Regions from separate parts of the Macaca mulatta genome. Here region 1 is linked to region 2. Evidence: chromatin contacts called from public Hi-C data. All regions are on one chromosome and are shown on one strand. The core of a region is the stretch at or near the end of the contact, and the rest is flanking DNA. Distances in the headings are between cores, read along the strand shown. Region 1 holds the start of LOC144331448. Region 2 holds the start of SLC25A28 (solute carrier family 25 member 28).

Evidence for each region. A called contact is a pair of places that touch in the nucleus more often than the background predicts.
Region 1: a contact with region 2 is called in a Hi-C map of CD4 T cells, with 2.7 times the contacts expected there. The contact joins the promoter of LOC144331448 here to the promoter of SLC25A28 in region 2. A contact is called at or near these places in 3 of 14 Hi-C or Micro-C datasets (CD4 T cells, blood and liver).

Annotation. Positions count from the first base shown.
Region 1 is chr9:111,724,193-111,729,497 of T2T-MMU8v2.0, reverse strand. It overlaps LOC144331448, which reads left to right and starts at 2,088. Exons shown (of 3, transcript XM_077947984.1): 1 at 2,088-2,101; 2 at 2,438-2,804. The coding sequence starts at 2,088. It overlaps ENTPD7 (ectonucleoside triphosphate diphosphohydrolase 7), which reads right to left and starts at 2,773. Exons shown (of 13, transcript XR_013398256.1): 1 at 2,459-2,773; 2 at 2,082-2,184; 3 at 419-601.
Region 2 is chr9:111,678,888-111,684,403 of T2T-MMU8v2.0, reverse strand. It overlaps SLC25A28 (solute carrier family 25 member 28), which reads left to right and starts at 3,721. Exons shown (of 4, transcript NM_001265757.1): 1 at 3,721-4,037. The coding sequence starts at 3,747.

The DNA of each region.
Region 1 (5,305 bases), core at 839-3,338, 47 kb before region 2:
ACTATAGAAGAAATATCTATCATGCTAATGTTAATCAAAAGAAAGCTGGAGTAGCTATAGTAATACCAGACTAGTAGATTTCAGAGCAAAGTATATAATCAAGAATAAAGAGAATCATTTAATAATGATAAAGGGGTCCATTCGTAAAGGTATATTACAGTCCTAAATATTTATACACACAATAAGTTTCAGCCCACCAAAACAAGAAAATAGAAAGATGCCTTTCATGCACTATCAGTATTCCTGTACCAAACTGAACATTGCCAAAATGGGGCTCAAGATATTCTTTATGTAATAAATGGCATGCAATTTTACTAATAAAAGTACAGTATCACCCAAAAGGGTCAAAGTTAGTAATGTGTTAAACGGCTCATGAAAATATTTATGACTTCAGTGCCAAAATCTAAAGCTGACTCACCTTTCATATTGCCTATCTCGTGGTAATGAAGCACTCCAATGTCGAAAGTCTATGATTAACATAAGTAAAAGGAGACAGGATATGAAGAAGAGTCCCAGGAATGCTACCCGCTGACGGAGAAATGGACTCACTGTGGGCACAGTGAAGTACCAGGAGGCTGGGCAGAGGTAGGAAAAACTGATCCTGAAATTAGACAAACATTAGTAAGTCTGAAACATTTCTACAAATGAGTGCTTAAAAATCGTTTTTAAATTGGATAAAAGCCCTCCTAATAAAGGCAAAAATCCATGCCAACAGAAGTCTAAATGTTCTTTTCGTCTCTAATTTTAGAAGTTCATGGTGCTTCTACTATATAAATCAGAAAAGCCTTATCTGCCCTTTTTCCAAACTGCACTTTTGAGTGCAATTCAAAGACTTAATCTTATGTTAGTGAAAAGATCACCAGTCTTCCTGGGCAACCTCATAACATTGGAGAATCACAGCAACTACAATATTCCCAACCAAGAATGCTGTCAAGAAACAGGATGGTCAGAAAATTTATTTAACTGATTTTTAAAATGTTTTATCAGATTATATATGCACATAGCAAAAGACAAATCAAACAGTTTAAAAGGATATATTGTATAGTGAAAAGTGATTCTTGCCCTGACCCCATAATCTCTCTCTCAGAGGCAACCATTGCTACCCGGTTGCTGTGTAATTTTTTTTTTTTTTTTGAGATGGAGTCTTGCACTGTTGCCCAGGCTGGAGTGTAGTGGTGCAATCTCGGCTCACTGCAACCTCCACCTCCTGGGTTTAAGCAATTCTCCTCCCTCAGCCTCCCCAGTAGCTGGGATTACAGGTGCCCACCACCACACCCGGCTAATTTTCGTATTTTTAGTTATTTTTAGTAGAGGAGGGGTTTCTACTTGGCCAGGCTGGTCCCAAACTCCTGACCTCAGGTGATCCGCCTGCCTCGGCCTCCCAAAGTGCTGGGATTGCAGGCGTGAGCTACCGCACCCTGCCGTTGCTGTGTATTTTTCCAGGGATATTCTACGGATACACAAGCATAAATATACACCAATATATTTACAGTAATATATCTGTGTGTGTATGTGTGTGTGTATATCCATTCCCTCGGTTTTACACAAATGGTAGTCCACCATACCTGCTGTTCTACATCTTTCCCCCACTTTATTTGATAACTGTCCCTTATTGGTGCATGTAGATCCACATTAATATTTTTTAAAAGCTTCAGGGTATTATAATGTATGGATAAGTGTATTCATCTGTGAAGTTCACTTTCTACATTGACTCAAAAGGACCTCGGTCTGTCTGCTTTTAAAGTTCATTGCAAACAAAAAACAAAAAACTTCTTTGTTTAACCTCCTCAAGTAGCACCTAGCCTTGCTCAGATGCAAATCTGAACCAATGTTACAACCTTGTACTTTACAGAGCTGAGCAAGCCGACTCACTCCACCACCCCGGGCTACGGGCTAGAAACTATTATTTATCAGCCCTCGCAATAATACAACTTTGATCATCTCTGCATCCAACTGACCAGGATACAAAGTCCAAGTGCAGCTCCAGGGCAAACCTCACTTGGGACAGCCTCCCAGGGCCCCCCAACCTGCCTGCCATCCTCTGCCGTGCTCCCAGCCGGAGAGAAAGTGTACAGCCTTACCTAGCCATGGGTTCCTTTCGGTGGTCTCAACGCCTGTCACCTTCTTTTTCTTTTGCCCTGAGAAGGTGGCCTCCTTGTCCCAGGCATGTCCTACGTCTGCAGCCTAGAAAGATTTGATTTCAGGCTTCTGTCCGACTGAGCCCACGAGACAAGACCTCCACGGGAATTCCACGGCTCCCACCTCCTCCCCAGGCTCCCACTCCGTCTGCTCTGGTTCCTCAGGCCCAGGGGACCCCACCCAGGCATCCTGGGAGCGGGGCGTTCTCGTGGGCCAGCTCTGTCCTCTAGGAACCGGTCGTCCCCAGGTGGCGGGGTGTGAGTCCCGCTTCCTCTCCCCGTCCCTCCGGGTCCCACAGCCCTCTCGCGCCCACACTCACGGGATCAAGCGGCCCGCCGGTTCCTTCGGCACCGCTCGGTTCAGTCCCGAGCGGATCCCCGCGGCCCCTTGCCCAGCCGGAAGGAGGGCCCGGGCCGGCGGCGGCGCCACGTCCCCAAGGAAACCGCAGGGAGCCAATGACTGACAGAAGACCCACAGAGAGGGGCCGGCTCTTCAGGAGCCGAACCGGGGGCGAACCAGCTCCGTCAGCAGCACGTCCGTCCGCCAGGGTGGCCAATCCCCTAGACCGGTTGGCCTCTAATGCCCGCCCCGGGACTTTGAGCCGCGCCCAATCGGAAAGGCGTCGTACCGAGGCTCCGCCTGCAGGGCCCGCGGTGAGCTCACAGGTGAGTGGCGCTGGGCGGCCCTGCACTCGCTGCCCTCCCAGGGCCGCGAACTTTCGGCCGGTTGCTTTCTCCACGGCCGCTGCCGGGACAGAGTACCTCCGGTGGGTGGGTTTCGGGGTGTTCGCGACGGAAGCGTATCCCTTGCCCATAACCTATTGTTGGTTTTGTGCCCACTAACCCTCCCTACCAGGATGGCAGTTCTCCCACCTTAAACCTTCCCTATCACCTCCCAAACTGATGCCCCGTGAGAAAAACATAAATTGAAGACAATGACGTTTACACCAAAGTACTTATGTCCATTCATTTGTTTACACCAAAACCTTGTGTCTATTCATTAATTCACTGAATGTCTACTAATGCCAATCATCATGAGTTTCTGTGTCGTCGCCCTCCTTGACCTTACAGTAACACAAAGGAAACGACGCGCGCGAGCGTGAGTGTGTGTGTGTGTTTCTTTCTTGCTTACACCAGCCGTTATCTCATTTCCAGGAGGACGGCATAAAGTCCAAGCTCTTTCCAACGTGGCACTTCCATTGCGCCCCACAATCCGCCCTACCGCGTCCTCTGCGGCTACTTGCCTTCCTTACCACGCTCCAGCAACCCGCCCTGTTTTGCTCATTCTGCCCCTCCACCTGCTTTGAATAACCGTCCCGGCCCTTAGCCAAATCACCTCCTCTTCATTCCTTACCACCCATCTTAAGGGTCACCTTCCCCTAAAAGTCCTGCTTGACCTACTATACCTTCTTTATACATGCCTATTGTTTCACTTAGCACATTGAATTACAATTATATGTATGTGTCTGTCTGTCCCACTAGACAGAATATCCTTGAAGGCAAGAACTATCTGCTTCCACATATTCCCAGTACTGGCCACTGTCTGGCAGATAAAACACAACTAATGTATAATTAATAAGCAAATAAATGAATGTGGGGGGGTCGGGGAAGACCACCCAAATGCTTTATTTATTCAAAGCTTGCTATGACAAGGGAGTCAGTCACCATCACTTGCATTTGGCAGACTCAAAGCCTGTCAGGACATTAGGAAAACTACTTACTTACTTACTTACCTACAGGGTCTCACTCCGTTGTCATCCAGGCTGGAGTGCAGTGGCGTGGTCATAGTTCACTGCAGCCTCGACCTCCTGAGCAAGTGATCCTCCTACCTCAACCTCCTGAGTAGCTGGCTCTACAGGCATGTGCCACCGTGCCTGGCTTTTGTTTTTTAATTCTTTGTAGAGATGGAGTCTCACTGTGTTGTCCAGGCTGGTCTTGAACTCTGGGCTCAAGCAATCCTCCTGTCTCAGCCTCCCAGAGTGCTGGAATTACAGGGATGAGCAGCTGCACCTGGCCGGGAAAGATTAGTAGTGAACAAAAAGGGAAGGTTTCATGTATGCTCTGACTTGAGGGTATTAGCATGGGAAAGCTGGAGGTGGGCTAACAAAAGCAGTGTATCTTATGTGATTGGTTTGGGGTAGGTGGCATATTTGGCTGTCTTTAGTGGATCCTGAGTTGAAGAAAGGAGGAGGCAAAAAACAGGGAAACTGAGTCATTGACCAAGTCCTGATTATTCTGGGCTGGTTGCTGTAGAGGTTGTGGGTCAGAGTTCTAATTATCGTATAAGATCTAGCCATTGTCCAGTTTCTATATTCAGTTCTTATGACTCTAATTTTTTTTGCTCCACTACACTCCTAACCTGATTGAACTTCCTAATTTGCCTTTCTTCTTCAATTCTCAGTTCTCAGTTTTTTTCTCTCTGTCCCTCAATCCCCACTCTGCCTCAAGTGTTATATTTTATCTGGACCCCTAGAAACCACATTGAATAGAATAGTTGCATAAAGTTGGGATTAACCACATTATACAGATATTTTTATTTATTACAGATACTAGTTATTTTTATTATTTCAGAACCCAGTTCAGTTCCTAGAACAAAATAGATATGGAAAGAACTAAAATAATATTTTTGAGTAATTTTTTAAAATTTCTTGAATTTGCCTTCTGTGAGTTCTAAGTCTAATCTATCTATCTATCTATCTATCTATCTATCTATCTATATATATATTTCAAACTTTAGTGTTCCACAAAATAGGTGTTTTTGAGTGGAAGTATAATTCCTATTTTTAAAATAGTACTTAATTCCTATGGTTTATGAACTATATTAACTTATAATTCAAAAGTTCATTGAAACATCCTCTAATTTACATTTCATAACTACATCATAAAACAGAAAAGACCTACATTTTAATCCCAACATCTTTTCATTATATTTTCTTTGTAAAATTTTGTCAGTCTGGTTTGGACAATACTTCCTTCAATAAATCCATATGCCCTCAAGCATTTGTCAAGCATAATTCCTTACAAAAACCAGCAATGCTTATCTGGTTAACAGCTCACAGGGCTAAGTTCTGAGGTTTCCAGTCAGCAGGGCAAATTAAAAAGCACTGAGACTATTTCTCTATTTCATTTGCTGTAACTCAACGTGTTGCAACAAATTGTAGAAACCT
Region 2 (5,516 bases), core at 2,472-4,971:
GAAGGAGAAAGGAAGAAAGAAGAGAATGAGGAATGAAGGAAGGGAGGGAGGGAGGGAGGGAAGAATCTTAGGCCCCACCCAGACATACAGAACTGCAATCTGCATTTTAACAAATTCTTCAGGTAATATCATTTATCATCACATTAAAGTCTCAGAAGTACTGGGTTAGTTTATGCTATGGTGTGGAATAATCCTAAAAGTTCTGTGTCTTGAAACAACTAAGATTTATTTCTCACTGATGCTGAAGTCTGTCTGAGAGCAAGCAGGTAGCAAGTAGGGAACTCTGCTTCATGTCATCCTCACCAGAGCCCCAGGCTGACAGAGCCTCCACCATTTGAACAATCACTAGTCATGTGGCAGAGGAGGAAATGTGTGACTCTTGTGCTTCCCTCGTATTTCACTGGCCAAATCAAATCCCATGGCCATGCCTATCTTCAAGGAGGTGGAAAAAACATCCTACTATGTACCTGGAAGGAGGAGAATCAAAATACTGCTGAAGCTAGGGGATCCTCAAGGCAGGCAGGCCTTTCAAGGGGTTATGACAATACAGACGTAACCAGATTCAGGGAAAGTATATCAATACAGAGGAAAAGGAGAGCATAAACAGAAGAAACAGTTCAGAATAATGATTCTGAATGGGCACTCAAGGAAGACTCCAGCTTTACAGTCTCATTGATTGGGCAAGTAGTGAAGATTTTCATGGAAAACGAACATTTTGGAGGAATGGGTTAGGGTGGGGAGTGGAAAGGCTGAGTTTGGAATGGACATGCTGAGTCAGAAATCAAGGTGAATATTCACCACTTGTTTATCTTTCCAACCTCATGTTGTATCCCCTCCCCCACTCACTCACCATGCTCCAGCCACACTGGCCTTCTGTTCCTCATGCACCAACCTTGTTCTCATCTTAGGGTTGTCATACGTACTGTTCCTTCTGCTGGCCCCTTCTCCAAGTCTGTCATGACTGGCTCCTGCCTGTCATTCAGAACTCACCATACATGTCATCTCCTCAGAAAGGCCTTCCTTGGCTATACAAATGTAGCCACCCAGTCACACTATATCATACCACCCTATTTCAAAGATCAGCATGGCATCCAGAGCTGATATTTTGTGTGTGTTTTTCTGTCCCACCTCCCCACCCCCATCATTAAAAAGCTCCATGAGAACATGGACTCTGTCTGTCCTGTATCCCCAGCTTCAAGTACACAGTTGGTACTCAATAAACATTACTGAATGTTCCCATGGAATTTTCAGTTAAAAGTATGCAATAAGGGAAATAAAGATAGGTTCCAATGAGGACAACTGGTTTGGAATGGCAAAGTTCTCTAAGGTATTAAAGATGACCATGAAGCATTAAACTTTTAGGGATGTTCCACTTTAATGGCTAGAGAAGTGTAAGTGACTGAGAAGTCTAAAAGGTAGAGCGGTTTCTGAAGCTAGGAAAAAGTGCCAGTGAGGGGTGGGGGCAAGTGTTATCTCTGTTAAGAAAAACCGGAATAGAAAAAGACCATTGGATTTGGAAAGGTCATTTATGACCAATGAATAAGAGAGTGAAAAATGAAAAGAGCTTAAGGAGAGAAAGGACATAGAGGTGGATAGGTCATCACTTGAGTAATCTGGCAGTAAATGGAATTAGTACTCTAGCAGGATTGAATGGGTTTTTGGTAGACCTATTCATTTCTCAAGCTAAATATGCTAGAGAAATGGAGAGACTGAACATGCTGTGGGGGATTTCCTTTTTAAAAAAATTTTTTGAGACAAAGTTCTGCTTTGTCACCCAGGCTGGAGTGTAGTGGCGTCAACACAGCTCACTGCAGCCTCGGCCTCCCTGGTGCAAGCAATCCTCCCCCCAGTAGCTGAGACTACAGGTGCATGCCACCATACCCACCTAATTTTTGAATTTTTGTACTTTTTTGTATTTATTATTATTTTGTAGAGACGGGGTTTTGCCATGTTGTCCAGGCTGGTCTCAAACTCCTGAGCTCAAGCAATCGTCGCACCTCGGCCTCTCAAAGTGTTGGGGTTACAGGTGTGAGCCACTGCGCCGGCCAGGGAGAGGTTAACTAGGTTAATGGACCCCACAGGGTGTCCACATGGCACCTTCAGGGACTCTGAAATGCAGAAATTATATGCAAAATTTTGGGTGCACAGAGGGGATGGGAGGTAGAAGTAGGAGAAGAGAATTCGTAGGTTTATTATTTTCCAAACGGTCGCGACCCAACGGTTAACAACGACCGCTTAAGAGTACAAAAAGTTTTTAAAAAGGAAGCCCAGAGAAGGGCTAAACTTTAGAAAGAAAAAAAGGAAAACATCCTTCCTATCCAAGGAAAGGCTATAAACAGATGAAAAAGTCCACAGTTGCATCATCTGGGTAAAACAGAGAAGACAGAGCTGGAAACCGCGGGCGGCTTGTGCCAACACGCTCAGGGAAGGCAAACGGAAGGCGCCCGTGCTCCCTAGCGCAGGAGGTCCTAAGGCCGGGAATCGCTGGCCTTGCCTCTCAGGACCCGGGCTGACCCGAGGCAGGCAGAGGCCCTCATCACCAGGCGGGGGGCCCATCAGCGCGCCGGCTCAGGAACAAGATGCTGACGCTTCAGACTGGGCCGGGCAGTGCGTCCGAGCTTCCCCACAGCCGCCGCACTTTCCTGCTGCCTTTGGGATGCGGCCTCCAGCCCCGCCTCGCCACCGGCCGTCATCTCTGAATCATCCCGCCCATTTCGACATCTTCCTTCCCCGCCTTCGGCTCTCGGCCTGGCGCAGAGCCCAGTGACAGCCGGGGCCCGGAGGACCTCATTCATTCAACACTTGCTGGGTTTACTGTGCGAAGGTGGATGCGAGGCTCAGTGCCGGGCGCTGGGGCCTGAGGAGCACTGGGTCCGGCCCCAGGGCCCACTCCAGACCCGACAAGAGTCTAGCGGGCCGCCGCGGTCCCCCCCTGGCTGTGAGGCGGTTCCCGGCCCGCATGTCGCAACGGCTTCCCGGACAGGCTGCTGGTCGCGCCAGCCAGAGGATGACCGGTCCAGGCCGGCTCCGCCTCATGCCCGCGACGAGATCCCGCGGGAACACGGCTCTCCGGGGCCAGGGCCGCCCGCTCTCCAGCCACGCGTCTCAGAATTTGAGGAGCGCACTCGAGCGCTGGTCGTAACGGTGCCCGTCAGCAGTTTGACGTTGAAGGCCTGTCACCGCCCCGCCCCCGACGCGATCCCGCGCACGGGGACCGCAGCTCTGCAGGCGCCAGCAAGGGGCCCGAAGTCGGCCCCTAGACTCCCTGGGCGCTTCGCTCTTTCTATAGCCAATCGGGGACCGACGTGGTGCGGGCCAATGGCCGCGGTCAAAGTATCAAGAGTGGTTGAGCCTATCAAAGTTCAGCCTTAAGTTTCTCCCGCCCTTCTAAAAAGTCAGAGGCGGGTTGATCGCACATGTCGGCCAATCAGTGACCAATAAACAAGAAGCTTCCAAGATCAAAGGGGAAAGGGTGGGATTTAGGCGCTAGCAACGCCTCAGGGCGGAGGAATGACAGGCGACTTCGCTAATACTACCGACTGATTTTTCTCACGTCAGGAAAAGGGTGGGTCTAACTCGGGGTCTGCACCAATGGTTGGTTGGGGGGCGTGTCCGCGGGGCCAAGCGGGAGCCGGAGGCCCCGGGCTCTCTGGGCCGCGCCTGAGGCGGACACTACGGGGCCGGGGGGCGGCGGCGGGACTGGTGGCAGCGGCGGCGGGGGTGGGCGCCGCAGCTGGCCCGGGTGGATGGAGTTGGAGGGGCGGGGTGCTGGCGGTGTGGCGGGGGGGCCGGCGGCAGGGCCCGGGCGGAGCCCCGGGGAGTCGGCGCTGCTGGACGGGTGGCTGCAGCGGGGCGTGGGCCGGGGGGCCGGCGGCGGGGAGGCCGGGGCCTGCAGGCCGCCGGTACGTCAAGATCCGGACTCCGGCCCGGACTACGAGGCGCTGCCGGCTGGAGCCACTGTCACCACGCACATGGTGGCAGGCGCCGTGGCAGGGATCCTGGAGCACTGCGTGATGTACCCCATCGACTGCGTCAAGGTGAGACCTGCACTGGGCTTCGAACCAGACCTGGGGCTGACCCGACCCCTGGGTCTTGTCCGGAGCCAGGATCCCGGCTGAGAGCCGGAGCCGACATGGGTTCCTTCCTGGCTCCTGCCACTACCACATGATTCGAACCGACACTCCATTCAAGCAAGGTCCCAGCTGGGAGTTGATCCCAGTCAGGAACCAGGACCTATTTCTAACCGTCAGTGAAATCTGAATCGGGACTCAGGATCGAAAATCTGTCAGCCAAAGCCCTGGACCCCACCTGGGACTAAACAGGAATAGGGTGGGATGGGGTATCCCGAAGCTCAGGTAAGTGCTACTAACTCGATTAAGGTGAAGCCAGCTGGCGTGACCCAGACCCTGAAATGGATCTAACGGCTTGAGATGTTTTCTGGGCTAGTGCTTTTACAAACTCCTTACTGTATCTTCCTTTACTGACGGGGCAGGAACCCGAATCTGGAATCTTTCAGCTAGATAAAGGACTTAACACGTTAAATCTTAAACACATGAGTGATTGGAAATCATTGTGCAGTGAGAATGCAGAGTTCCAGACTGGAAGTAATATGGGAAAGATCGTATTCAGGAAAAGGTTTCAGTTTCTCTGTGAAGCAAGCATGATACCCCACCTATTTCCTGAACATGAAAATTGAGCTGGGATTAGGACTGTATGTGCAGGGAGCACATCAGCCTCCAAACAAGAGAGATGAAACTGATAGCAATTTCTTTGGCCACCTGAAGTTGACAAAAAGGGAGAAGTTGCCTAGAAAGGAAGTGTGACGGTATTAGAAAGTAGATGTAAGTATGAAGACAATGGAATGAGATCAACAAGAGGACACGAATCTTGTGAAAGTATAATTGCATTCACAACCAAGCAGGATGATTAATGTGTACAGAAGTCAGGTCCTTCTGAAGAAAGCTGGGTGAAGAAAGAAACAGATTATTGTTCTTTACAGTTCTTATTCTTGCATTAGTAAAGGTAGCAGCCACTAAAGGTGAGGACTGAATTGAGGGAGAGGTAAACTAGAGGGGACTGTTGATATGACAAAGACCGATACCTCCTTTACATGTTAAGGGTAATAGTCAAACAGTAACCTGGCAGCTTTTTGATTTATATTTCCTCGTCAAATCAGGAAAGTGTTATGTATTCAAAAGGAGGAGAGAATCAACTTGGGAAATGCAAAGTAGATCCCTTTTACCTCCCTCTGATTCCAGTACTGTTTCATGTTTTCCTTAGTAATGTGGATAAGGAAATGGGGGGAGTGCTCATTAAGCTTTGTGAATGACAGTAAACTGGCAGGAGTATTTTAGCACAAGGTAACTCCTAACAAGGGCCATATCTATTGAAAATGGGGTAAATGTACTTGACTAAAATGGACATTAGAATGTTAAATGCCCTTGTCAATTGGGAGAAATAGAAATAAACAGTAAAATCCATGAGAAGTAACAACATTGAAATGTAAAACGAGTAAG